3 separate regions of the Mus musculus genome follow, and all the other regions are linked to region 1. A link is a contact called in public promoter capture Hi-C data. All regions are on one chromosome and are shown on one strand. Each heading gives the region's core, a stretch centred on a gene start, on an enhancer-like site or on the middle of the called end of the contact. The rest is flanking DNA. Distances are from core to core; before and after follow the strand shown. Region 1 holds the start of Mapk15 (mitogen-activated protein kinase 15). Region 2 holds the start of Smpd5 (sphingomyelin phosphodiesterase 5). Region 3 holds the start of Rhpn1 (rhophilin, Rho GTPase binding protein 1).

Region 1 (3,552 bases), core at 642-3,141:
GCAGAAGGGACAGGAAAAGCTGAAAGCTCTTTTCTTCTTATTATTATTTTTTAAAATTTTTTGTGTGTTTTGCCAGCATGTATATCTGTCTAGGGTGTTGGGATCCCCTGGAACTAGAGTCACAGACAGTTGTAACTGAGCTGCCATGTGGGCGCTAGGAATCGAACCTGGATCCTGCAGAAGAGCGGTCAGTGCAACTGAGCAATCTCTCCAGCCTTAAGAAACTTTTTCAAAAGCGGCAGAACAGGGTGATTTAACTGCCCAGCCCACTATAAGCTATAAGGAAATGATGATGCTTTCTTTGGTAAGTTTGAAGTTTGCAAATTTTTTTTGGTAATTCATATTCACTGTATTATACACATTTTGTGTAAACATTTTACACAAATGTTTATCTACAACAGATTTTTTGTTTTGTTTTGTTTTGAGACAGGGTTTCTCTATATAGCCCTGGCTGTCCTGGAACTCACGCTGTAGACCAGGCTGGCCTCGAACTCAGAAATCTGCCTGCCTCTGCCTCCCAAGTGTCTACAACAGATTTAAACCTTGCTAAAAGGGCTGGTCCCTGGGCATGCTGGCCCTCTGACAGTGAACGTGAGAGCCCAGAGCTCTTCCTGCTTCTCTTCTGTGCCTCAGGTGGCATTCTAGTCCAATACATCCTGTGTTACCTGCTCCCTCCAACGCCTAAGCTCTCTAATACACACAAAATTAGCCGAGCAGTGCTGCACACCTTTAATCCCAGCACTTGGGAGGCAGAAGACAGGCAGATTTCTGAGTTCGAGGTCAGCCTGGTCTACAGAGTGAGTTCCAGGACAGCCAGAGCTATACAGAGAAACCCTGTCTTGAAAAACCAAAAAACAAACCAAACCAAAACAAACAACAACAACAAAATTAACTCATATACCCCCAGGCTCACGTAATTCCTGCCCTTATTCTATGTACCACTCCACTCAGGCTTAGTGGACCCTGCTTAGGTGACGCTAAGTCGCTGAGTCATGGAATGGTCCTTCACTCTCAGTGACTGCCGTGGGCCAGGCCTCCCCAGAGCATCCGGTGGAAACAAGAGAGGGTCCTAAAAGTAGGTGACTGACAGGAGAAGCATAGGGATCACTCTCCCTGTGGCTTCCGGGGTGGGGGTAGGAGGCCCTGGTGGTTACCTGCCTTCAGGGATGAGGTCCCTGGGTGTCACCCAGTTTTCTTAAGGAAACTGAGGCATAGGAACCTGCAGGATGCATAACCGGCATCTTCCATCTTTCGTTTTGTTGGGGGTGCTATGGATGGGACTCTGGTCTTCGCGCATGCTAAGCAAGCACTCTGCCACTGAGCCACATGCCTTGCATTCTGGGTCTCTCTGGTCAGCCCAGGCTTGCCATCCTCCCCATATCCTAACAAAGGCAAAAGGATCCAGTTCCGAGCACTGTGCTCCCTGCTCTTGTACTCAAGATAATCCGCGACCTCCTGGCCCCTTGCAACCTCCTCCCTCTCATCAATGTGCCCAGTGTTTTTGTCCTCTGGGTGGTGTCCATGCTTTTGGGCTCCATTCAACTCCCCTGCCAAGCAGGCCTAGAGCCTCAAAGCGCTGGGCTCACTTTCTCAGGGTCTAGTGCTCTATTGCTCTTCCACCAGGGTCTAGGGCACCCCCCACACCCTGATCTTGCCAACTTTCCATCCACTCTTGCATCCAACAGCTTCGCTCCTGAGAGAGCCTGGCTCTGAATCCCCAATACTCAGTACCTCCTTGTACCCTTGGACGTGCACAACCCAGGGGCTGGCAGAGCTGCCTTCCTAGCTCAACCTCCACCCCGCGCGTGCAGCACTGACTAGGAGAAACCGAGTGGAGAGGTGGGGCTGGCTGCAGACCCCGCCCATTGGCGCAGGCGCAAGGGAGGAGCATCGCGGCTGCTGGTTCCCAAGCCAACGGATCAACAGGTCCAGCTCCAGAGAAAGAATCGGTGGACCCCTAGAGCCAGCGCCTGCCTCTCGCCATGTGTGCTGCCGAGGTGGACCGTCATGTAGCCCAGAGATACCTGATCAAGCGGAGGCTTGGGAAGGGGGTGAGTGCGGGGACGTCCCGTCATATGAGGGGGCACTGCAGTCACTTTTGGGTCTGGTCAGCTCTCTCAAAGTCTAGTTTTCCTGACACCGGACGCTGACTCCTGGGCTCGTATCCTGCTTCCTCCGAAACTCCTGTCCCCCTGTTTTCATAAACAATGTTTTCAGGTGGCACTCGAGAACCTCGCCCTGAAAGGCAGGCTCAGGAAGGTCTGAGCGGGTACATAGAATCAGAGCAGGAATTGTGAGCATGGGTGTATTCGTGATTGTAACTGGGCATATGGGGTTATATGTGTGAATGTGTGTAATTGTGCGTGCGTTTTCTGTGTATCATGGAGAGCAGCAAGCAGACAGCAATCGCAAAGGCCCTGAAACAAAGACCGGTTGGCTGTTGGAGACGCTACATTTTTATGCACAGAGCCAGGAGGAGTTGGGAGTGGTTCCCATTGTGTAGAAGGGATCTGGGGAACCTTCAAAACTCTGACTTTAATTGGTGAGCTGTAGCACTAGTTAATACTTTACAAAGCTAGTCCTGTTTTCTCTGGTGAAGCTCCGTACTGGTAATGGGTAGGAGTGGCCGAGAGAGTAGAGAGCCAACCTCTAAGCGAGGCTGGGAGCTTGGGCCAGTGCACGGCATAGATGGGAGGAAGGAGAATGTGTGGGGAGCTGGCAGGGTTAAAGGTCATTCTAGAGATAGATGGTCCTGCCCAGTAGTCTTCACACCCACATAGGGACCTCTCTCGCTCTCATCCCCTTTCCCACTCCACAACGTGATACAATTAGTTGTTGGCTCTTTCACTCCAGACCTGTTGCACTCTGACCCCTCCCAGTATCCAGAGCTGGCTGGGGCTGGCTGGAATATAGATGCATGTGGAGTAGAGGGCCCATGTTCAGCAAGCTGATCCATGTGTTCCCCAGGCCTATGGCATTGTGTGGAAGGCCATGGACCGGAGGACTGGCGAGGTTGTGGCCATCAAGAAAATCTTTGATGCCTTTAGGGACCAGATAGATGCTCAGGTAATGGAGCAGGAAGGAAGTATGGGGAGTGTGGGGTGGGGTGGGGTGGAGTGGGGTGGGCGGGCCCGTCATGGCAGGATTCCTGGTGTTTCTGGGTCAGCCCTGCTGGGCATTTCTGTTTCTTACAGAGGACCTTCCGTGAGATTATGCTTCTCAAGGTAGGTGACCCAGGCCATCCTCCCACCACGTCCCCTTCCCCGGGTGTAGGCCCCCACAGACAGGGGAGAAGTGGCCCCAGTGGCCCAGAACACAGCCCCGGCTCCCCCCACAGCAACAGTCTATCTTCCTAGGAGTTTGGAGGCCATCCCAACATCATCCGCCTGCTTGATGTAATCCCAGCGAAGAATGACAGGGATATTTACCTGGTGTTTGAGTCCATGGGTGAGTGAGGCCTTGGCCAGACCCCAGCCTTTACTTGAGTGGCCTGGTTCCCTCCTTATGTTCCCTTGCTGCCTGGCCCCTGCTGTATCTGTCACTCTCATCTGT
Region 2 (3,552 bases), core at 624-3,123, 300 kb after region 1:
GGTGCCCGGCTGGCCCAGGCTCACTTCACCCTGTAGGCCATTGTGCATGGCCATTAAAGTTTCCCACAGACTCTGGTCACTGGGCCCAAGCCACACCTTCCTGCTCCAGTGGGGTGGGGTGGGGGGGCCACATTCACATTACAGCCTCCCTGGAGAGACAGAGCTCTCAGACACTGTCTTTCTAATGGGATTAAATGGAAGGTCCCAAATTCCCTTTTTACTTGGTAATGAAAACAGAAGTTCTGGGAGCGGAGGAAAAAAAAGAGGGAGTAGGATCAGGAACAGGGAAGGGATGATGCAGAAAGAAAGGATACTTCCCTGTTCTTAGCAAAGGGGTAGGGAGCCTCAGGGCCTTGGGGCAGGACAGTAGAGGTAAGAGAGCCAGATGCCACCTCATCCAAACCTGGGCAAGGGAGCCTGGGAGATGGCAGCCCCTTGTGAAGATGCCCAAGGTCTGAGAAAAGGATGGGTTCTGTCTAAGCATGGGGGACCAGAGCTGACCAGAGAATGAAAAACATGGGTTGGGGGGGATAGGGCGAGGGATTGTGGGAGGGGGGACCAGGAGCAGGGGGCATCTATGGGGATGTAAAATGAATAAATAAATGAAAAAAAAGGAACATGGGTTGGAAAAATTGGGGCCCTTGTGGGAGGGGGGTATTGAAATCAATGGGTAGGCTGAGATTGGAAACATCGTGGTGTTTCTAGAAGAGTGGAGACCAAAATGGGGTTGGTTCATGAGAAGGGCAGTGTGGAAAAGCCTGGAGTAGTTTCTGGCTTGCCTGAAGTTGCAGGCGCTAGGGCAGTGACAAGGCAGAAAGGAATAAAAGAACTAGGGACTTAGAAAACCAGTTCTTGCCAGTCAAGGAACAGCAGAGCCTTGGGGGGGGGGGGGCGGATTCAAACAGGAATCTATCAGTACCAATACAACTTCCGGTTAGAAAGAGGCATGGTTCTCCAGCTGGGATACCTCGCCCCACCCCCACCCCCACCCCCACCTGCCCTGCAGAGTTCAATGCCTTCTGCCCAGACTGCCCAGCTCATCAACAGTTGCCTTCATCCAAAGTCTCCAGGACTATCCTGGCAAGCCGGCTGAAGATCGCCAGCCAAGACAAACCTGATGGGTTACTTAAGAGACACTGATGGTCGATGTCAGGGTGTTTGCTGGCTCACAGCTGGAGTTAAGGAGTCAGACTTCCAAGGGGAGCCAAGAAAAGTCTGTGAAAGCCCAAGGGATCATTGTCAAGAAACTAAAGTCAAGAGGGGCGGTGCTGGTACATGTCTTTAATCCCAGCAATCCGGAGGCAGAGGCAGGCAGATCTCTGTGAGTTCGAGGCCAGCCTGGTCTACAGAGCAAGTTCCAGGACAGCCAGAGTCACAGAGAAACCCTGCCCCGAGAAACAAAACAAAACAAACAAAAATAAAACACAGAATTAAAAGAACTTAAGTCTGTTACAGGGCTCATAGAATGGAGGATTTCCTTTTACCTGTCTGGGCAAGCTGCCTCAGGTGTAGAACTAACGGTCCCTCCCCGGGTTTGAAGTCTCAGCCTCTGCAAGCCATCGGTGCTGAGTCTCTGCACTAAGCCAGGCACCGGATTGAGAGGCTGTGGTGAACCTACCTGGCTGTGAGTAGTCAGGCTGTAAAGTGTATTGGAGGGGTGGGGGAGGGGAGAGTAGGCAGGGCCCTAAGTTTTTCTCCGAAGCACTAAGTGGACCCCCGCAAGTACAAGGAGGAAATAGGGCAGGGCTGTAAAGCTCGGATTTCTTTTACGGGTTTTTTTTTTTTTTTAAATTGTTGTTCGTTTCCAACCGCCACAGAAGTTCTGAGTGGGTGGGGCCAGTGGCCAGCACTCAGGCTCGCGGGACGTCCGGGCATTACTAGCGGCGCGCACAGGTTGTGCCACCTGGTCTTGACCTCCGCCGCCGCTGGAAACCAATGAGTCTCCCTGACATTTCGCGGCGAAGGAGCCCAGTGCCCCAAGAGGACTGGCCCCTGACACCCAACGCCCTGAGGCCTTCACCTTTCCCGAACCCAGTGCTGCAAGCCCTCTACAGTTTATCCCGCGTGCTGCTTTTCCCGACTTACTGGTCCCTGGACCAGTTGCTGGGCTGCTGGGCACCAAGCGTCCGATCCAAAAGCTTGGGGTGGTTCAAAGTCCTGGCAGGAAGTGGGGTGTTGCTACCACTGGTGGTGGTCGGCCTACCCTTAGCGTTGGTCGGCCTTGCGCTCTGGCTGCCCCTCCAGGTCTGGCGCCGCCCCTTCTGCTATCAGCCCCCTCCGGCATGCTGGGTGTGGCCACAGCCCTGGCATCCGCCTGCTGAGCGCCGGCGCTGCTTTGTCTTTCTCACTGCTAATCTGTGCCTATTGCCCCACGGGCTGGCTCATTTTAACAACCTGTCGCACAGCCTGCAGCGCGCCGAGGCTGTAGGGGCCGCACTGCTAGATAGCCTTCAATCGTCACAGTATAGGGTTTCCGAATGCAGTCAGCCGCCGCCTAGGGTGCCTGGTGGTGAGCTGAAGGCCACATTACCTATGGGCTTGGACTTCGTGTGTCTGCAGGAAGTGTTCGACCTCCGCGCAGCTCGTCGTCTTGTGCGTGTCTTGGTACCAAATCTGGGCCCGGTGATATATGATGTGGGCACATTTGGCTTAATGGCTGGGCCGTACATCAAGGTACTGGGCAGTGGGCTTCTACTGGCCTCGCGCTACCCGTTGCTGCGTGCCACCTTCCGTTGCTTTCCTAACGCTCGTCGCGAGGACGCCATGGCCTCCAAAGGTCTACTATCAGTCCAGGTACTAACCCAGGCTGCAGTGAGCCCTAGCGGGGAGAGCGTAAGCAATAGATTTAACCAGGAGAGCAAGAAGACCTGGAACTGTGGGTGGTGTTGCAGGCGCAGCTAGGCATCGTGGACGGGCACCCCATCGTGGGATACCTTCATTGTACACATTTGCATGCACCCGTTGGTGAGCCCTGCAGGAGGGTTTGAAATGTGGGTAGGTAGCCCCTCTTCTCTCCTTCGAAGGCAGTAGGTCCCTTAACCTTACCAACACGTCTGTCCCCACATCCCAATGTTCTCTGCCCCAGACATCCCAAGAAATGCCTTGGGTGGTTTACAGATCAGGACCCACAGGGTGAGGTCTTAGATCCCTACTCTGGGCTAAGCCAACTTCATCTCTCCTCTCAGAGGATGGACATATTCGCTGCAAACAGCTAACGCTGCTGCTGGAATGGGTGGAAGAGTTCGAGGCTGAGAACCGGCAGAGTGATGAGGCTGTAGCCTTCAGCGTCCTCCTGGGAGATCTAAACTTTGACAACTGCTCCCAAGGTAAGAAGCTGGGGTGAGGTGGAGCCAAGAGACCCAGCTCTGCCCACTGAGAAACGGCTTTTCTCCACAGATCATGCCAAGGAGCAGGGCCATAAACTCTTCAGCTGCTTTCAGGACCCCTGCCGGCTAGGCGTTTGCCAGGAACAGCCCTGGGCCTTAGGTACTGCTGCTGGGTAGGTGGGAGAACAAGTCTGTGGGATGTCTGTCAGCAAGGTGGCCTGCTGCT
Region 3 (3,552 bases), core at 571-3,070, 290 kb before region 1:
AAATCCCTGGAGTTCTTAGGACCCTCAACAATTGAGAGCCTCCTTTATCCCCTAACAGCCTTGCCTGCTGAACTAAGATGCCCTGCAGGACTACTGGGAGAGGGACCTGGGACTGCAGCAGGACATCCCTAAGAGCCCTGGGTGGGAACCTAGGGAGAAAGTGTTCCTGAAATCCTGCAGTTGTCCTTAGTGAGCTGGGGAGGGGTGGACTTTCCTAAGGTTTATGAAAGGGACAATCCTGCTGAGAAAAGAATAGTTAAGAGCAGATTGGGAGGGCTGGAGAGGTGGTCCAGTGGTTAAGGATGTGGACCAGTCTAACGCAAGGCCAAAGTTAGGTTTCCAGCTCCTACATTCAATAGTTCACAACTACCTGTAGTCTCTTGTTCCTGGGGTTCAAGTACCCTTTTCTGGACTCTGCAGGCACAGTGCTCATCTGCAGAAACACACACACACACACACATTAAAATAAATCTTTAAGAGAAACAGTTGCTTTAGTCAGGCATGCTTTGCTGGGTGGATGTCAGTCTAAGCACACAGGATTCTGAAGACACAGAAGTCTGAATTCAGGGGTGCCTATGCAGGAGGGTGACAGCTGTGCTAGGTGACAGCACATGTGGTCTCTGTTTAGTTCTAAGGTGATGACCACACCTAGGCAGCATAAGAGCCCGGAGATGGAGGAGGCTGCTCATGAGGATGTCAGTGGAGGAAGAAGTGAAATTAGGTGACACTCCACAGGAAGATACTAGAGGAAAGAAAAGGAAAGAAAGGAGGGGAGGGGAGGGGAGGGGAGGGGAGGGGAGGGGAGGGGAGGGGAGGGGAGGGGAGGGGAGGGGAGGGGAGGGGAGGGGAGGGGAGGGGACAATGCTGCCCTGGGATCAAAAATGCCAGGAAGTTTGGAGAGGCTAGCGGGGCAGATGAGAGAAGCATTTCTGGCGGGGGCCCACTGTCCAGGGACATCCAAGAGCTTAGCCGAGCAAATTTAGATCTGGGGATGACAGAGCCAGGTGTGTGTGAGGGGGATGGGGCGTAGAGACTGAGTCGCTGACTCAGTCAGGGCAAGCAGTGACCAGGGTGGCGGGCAGCGTGGAGGAGGCTGACCTTTGGAGCAGCTTGACAAAGGGCTAGCCACTCATTTCTAGGCTGTGTTCTCAGCTCATCTAGTGTGAGCCAGCCCACATGAATTTGAGAAGTGCTTCGGAGTAAGCCCTGCAAGGAGCTCGAGTTCTGGAAAAAGTCCAATTCTTAAAACCAATTCGGGTTCTGGAAGGCGATCCGGTTCTGGAAGCACAAGGAGGTCAAGGAGAATGTAGGCTCTGGAAACAAAATGCATAACCAGGTCCCGGAGGCGAGGTTTCTGGGGGCGGTTCTGGAAGCAAGGGGACCGCAGCGGCGCTTTGCCTCTTAGTGCCGGGAAGAAAGCAGGCATTGTTTTAGAATCAGCACAAGCACTTGTCTCTAACAAACCGTTTAAAAAACCCCATTGTAAACATTTTTGGAGCAATCCTGGAGGGTCCCGTTGCCGGGGTGACGAGATAAAGCCTTGAAGTCCCTGCAGAGGCTGCAGCGGCTCTTGGTCGCCGCCCCCAGTTCTGCTTGTCTTTTCCTAACTTTCTCCGCACGCCTAACACCTAGCGTTGCGCATGCGTACCCTGATCGGCGAGCGGCCCTGGTTGCTAAGAGTTACCAGATCCCTTACCTGGAGCCCGCCTTTCTCTCACTCTGGTTGGTAGTAGTTTCTATCCATCGGAGTAGCCCTCACCTCTGATTGGACAACATCAAGTTTTGCAGGCGGGGCCCGCGCTCTGCCGCACCGGTCAGTCGGACCCTCCAGGAGGGGGACAGTCGGAGCAGCGCGGCTGATCCTCCCTGGAGCGCGAGGGGCCTGCTGCTCGCAGCCTCTCGGAGTCAGCGTCCGAGCGAGCAGCGATGATCCTTGAGGAGAGGCCAGATGGCCAGGGCACTGGCGAGGAAAGCTCTCGGCCGCAGGACGACGGCAGCATCCGCAAGGTGGGGGCTGAGCAGGGATATGGGTCTTCAGCCTCCTGCCCCGCGCTGTGCAGTGCGGCCTTCCCGGCCTTTCCTTCCTGGGACCCGCTCCCCTGAATGCCAGGTGGGGATACTGAGGTCCCAAGGAGAGACCAGAGCCGGTGTTCCAGCCCGATGGGAGTAACACTGGAGCAGTCACGGTCTAGATGGTTCCCCTGAAGCTAGAGAACCCCTTGGGTCTCAGAACCAAGAAGTTGGTTCTGATGGGTGACAACCCCCACTCCCTCACCTCCACAAGCAAGCACGTGTTTTTTTCTGACGTCTAGAAAGCCTCCTTCTCTAACAGTGTCTTCTGCGTGCCCCGCTGTAGGAGTCAGTGTCCATTAGTGGTTAGATTGTGACAGCAGACAGCAAAAACCTTCGGAACTTCACGGGGAAGCCTGACTACTTTTCCCCAACATACATCCCCTCCAAAGCTCCTGAGTCTGGAGATGAGGGTGCCTGGGCTTCCAGGAACACAGGGGTGAAGTGGAAACTAGTTTGCTCTTTGCCTAAGGGATATTATGTTAACCTTCTCTGCTTCTCCGGTCTGGGTATTTCCTAGGGGTCAGTGAGTGTTTGGGTTTCTTAGTATGTGTGTAGGCTCTGGGGTACTCCTGCCCATCCCCAGGGGCTGCTAAGCAGAAGCTGCTGTCACAACACTCCCGGGTGTTCCCATGGCTCTTTGCCCACCTTCCTTCCTGGTGTCAGATTGTACTTTGTTGCTGGCTGATTCTATCCAGTGTGTGTGTGTGTGTGTGTGTGTATCAGGTCTCCTGGAGGAGAGGGAGGAGAGGGAGAGGAAGAGGAAGAGAGGAAGGCACTGGGACTTGGACAGAACCCTCAAGGGCTCCATCCTAACCAGGCATGCCTGATACCACAGTGACTAGCTCAAACTGGGGAGGGGTTAGATTGGAGAGAGGGAAGGAGGGAGGGAGGGAGACGGAGTCAGCCTGCAACATGTTCTCCAGGAACTCTTCTTCCTAGGGTGGCCATGCCTTTCAGGTGCCCTGTGGAGGAAGTGCATGTTGCATTGGTCAGCCTCCCTGTGGATAGTGTGGGACTCCCCCACCCTGAGCTGACTCAGTAAGAGAAGCCTGGGAAGGCTTAGGATTGCTCTGTTCCTTCTTTCTATTCCCAGGCCTGTGTGGGGATAACTGTGTCCCCCCGCCCCCCACCTTTTGCTAATCCTTGAGGACCAGCCCAGTACAGGTCACTGGGTCTTTGAGTGGGAGGTTTTGTTTCTCTGACCCCCATGCCTTTCCTCCCTGGTCGTGGCCAGGCCCTGTTCTGGTTTGGCCACTGCTGCTGCGATGTCTGTACTGATGGCAAGTTCTCCCAGAGTTAGACAAGAGTAGCCACCATGGAGGTCAGCCATGGTTAGACGGCCTTTGTTTCCAGAGGGTGGGGAGATCATACCGGGATAGAGAGAGATGGTTACTTAGCACCTGTGCCCTCCCTGCTGAGCACTTCCTTCAGCCCAGTGTGGAAAACTGGGTGTGGGCTATCAGCTTCCAGAATCCATCC

What was found. Capture Hi-C pulls out chosen DNA fragments and counts their contacts.
Region 2: a promoter capture Hi-C map of pancreatic islet shows a contact between it and region 1. The contact joins the promoter of Smpd5 here to the promoter of Mapk15 in region 1. A contact is called at or near these places in 1 of 484 Hi-C or Micro-C datasets (embryonic stem cells), 4 of 115 datasets of contacts at active chromatin or transcription factors (embryonic stem cells, memory CD8 T cells and pancreatic cancer cells) and 1 of 9 other capture datasets (pancreatic islet).
Region 3: a promoter capture Hi-C map of pancreatic islet shows a contact between it and region 1. The contact joins the promoter of Rhpn1 here to the promoter of Mapk15 in region 1. A contact is called at or near these places in 3 of 39 promoter capture datasets (embryonic stem cells, frontonasal cranial neural crest and neural stem cells), 2 of 484 Hi-C or Micro-C datasets (embryonic stem cells and uterus), 4 of 115 datasets of contacts at active chromatin or transcription factors (embryonic stem cells, microglia and pancreatic cancer cells) and 3 of 9 other capture datasets (adipose tissue, liver and pancreatic islet).

The regions. Positions count from the first base shown.
Region 1 is chr15:75,991,878-75,995,429 of GRCm38.p6, forward strand. Mapk15 (mitogen-activated protein kinase 15) reads left to right here and starts at 1,892. Exons shown (of 14, transcript NM_177922.2): 1 at 1,892-2,051; 2 at 2,968-3,066; 3 at 3,195-3,224; 4 at 3,357-3,447. The coding sequence starts at 1,983.
Region 2 is chr15:76,292,499-76,296,050 of GRCm38.p6, forward strand. It overlaps Smpd5 (sphingomyelin phosphodiesterase 5), which reads left to right and starts at 1,874. Exons shown (of 7, transcript NM_001195537.2): 1 at 1,874-2,793; 2 at 2,892-2,964; 3 at 3,186-3,326; 4 at 3,397-3,486. The coding sequence starts at 1,936. Spatc1 (spermatogenesis and centriole associated 1) reads left to right here. Exons shown (of 5, transcript NM_028852.1): 5 at 1-74.
Region 3 is chr15:75,702,468-75,706,019 of GRCm38.p6, forward strand. Rhpn1 (rhophilin, Rho GTPase binding protein 1) reads left to right here and starts at 1,821. Exons shown (of 15, transcript NM_001163465.1): 1 at 1,821-2,007. The coding sequence starts at 1,927.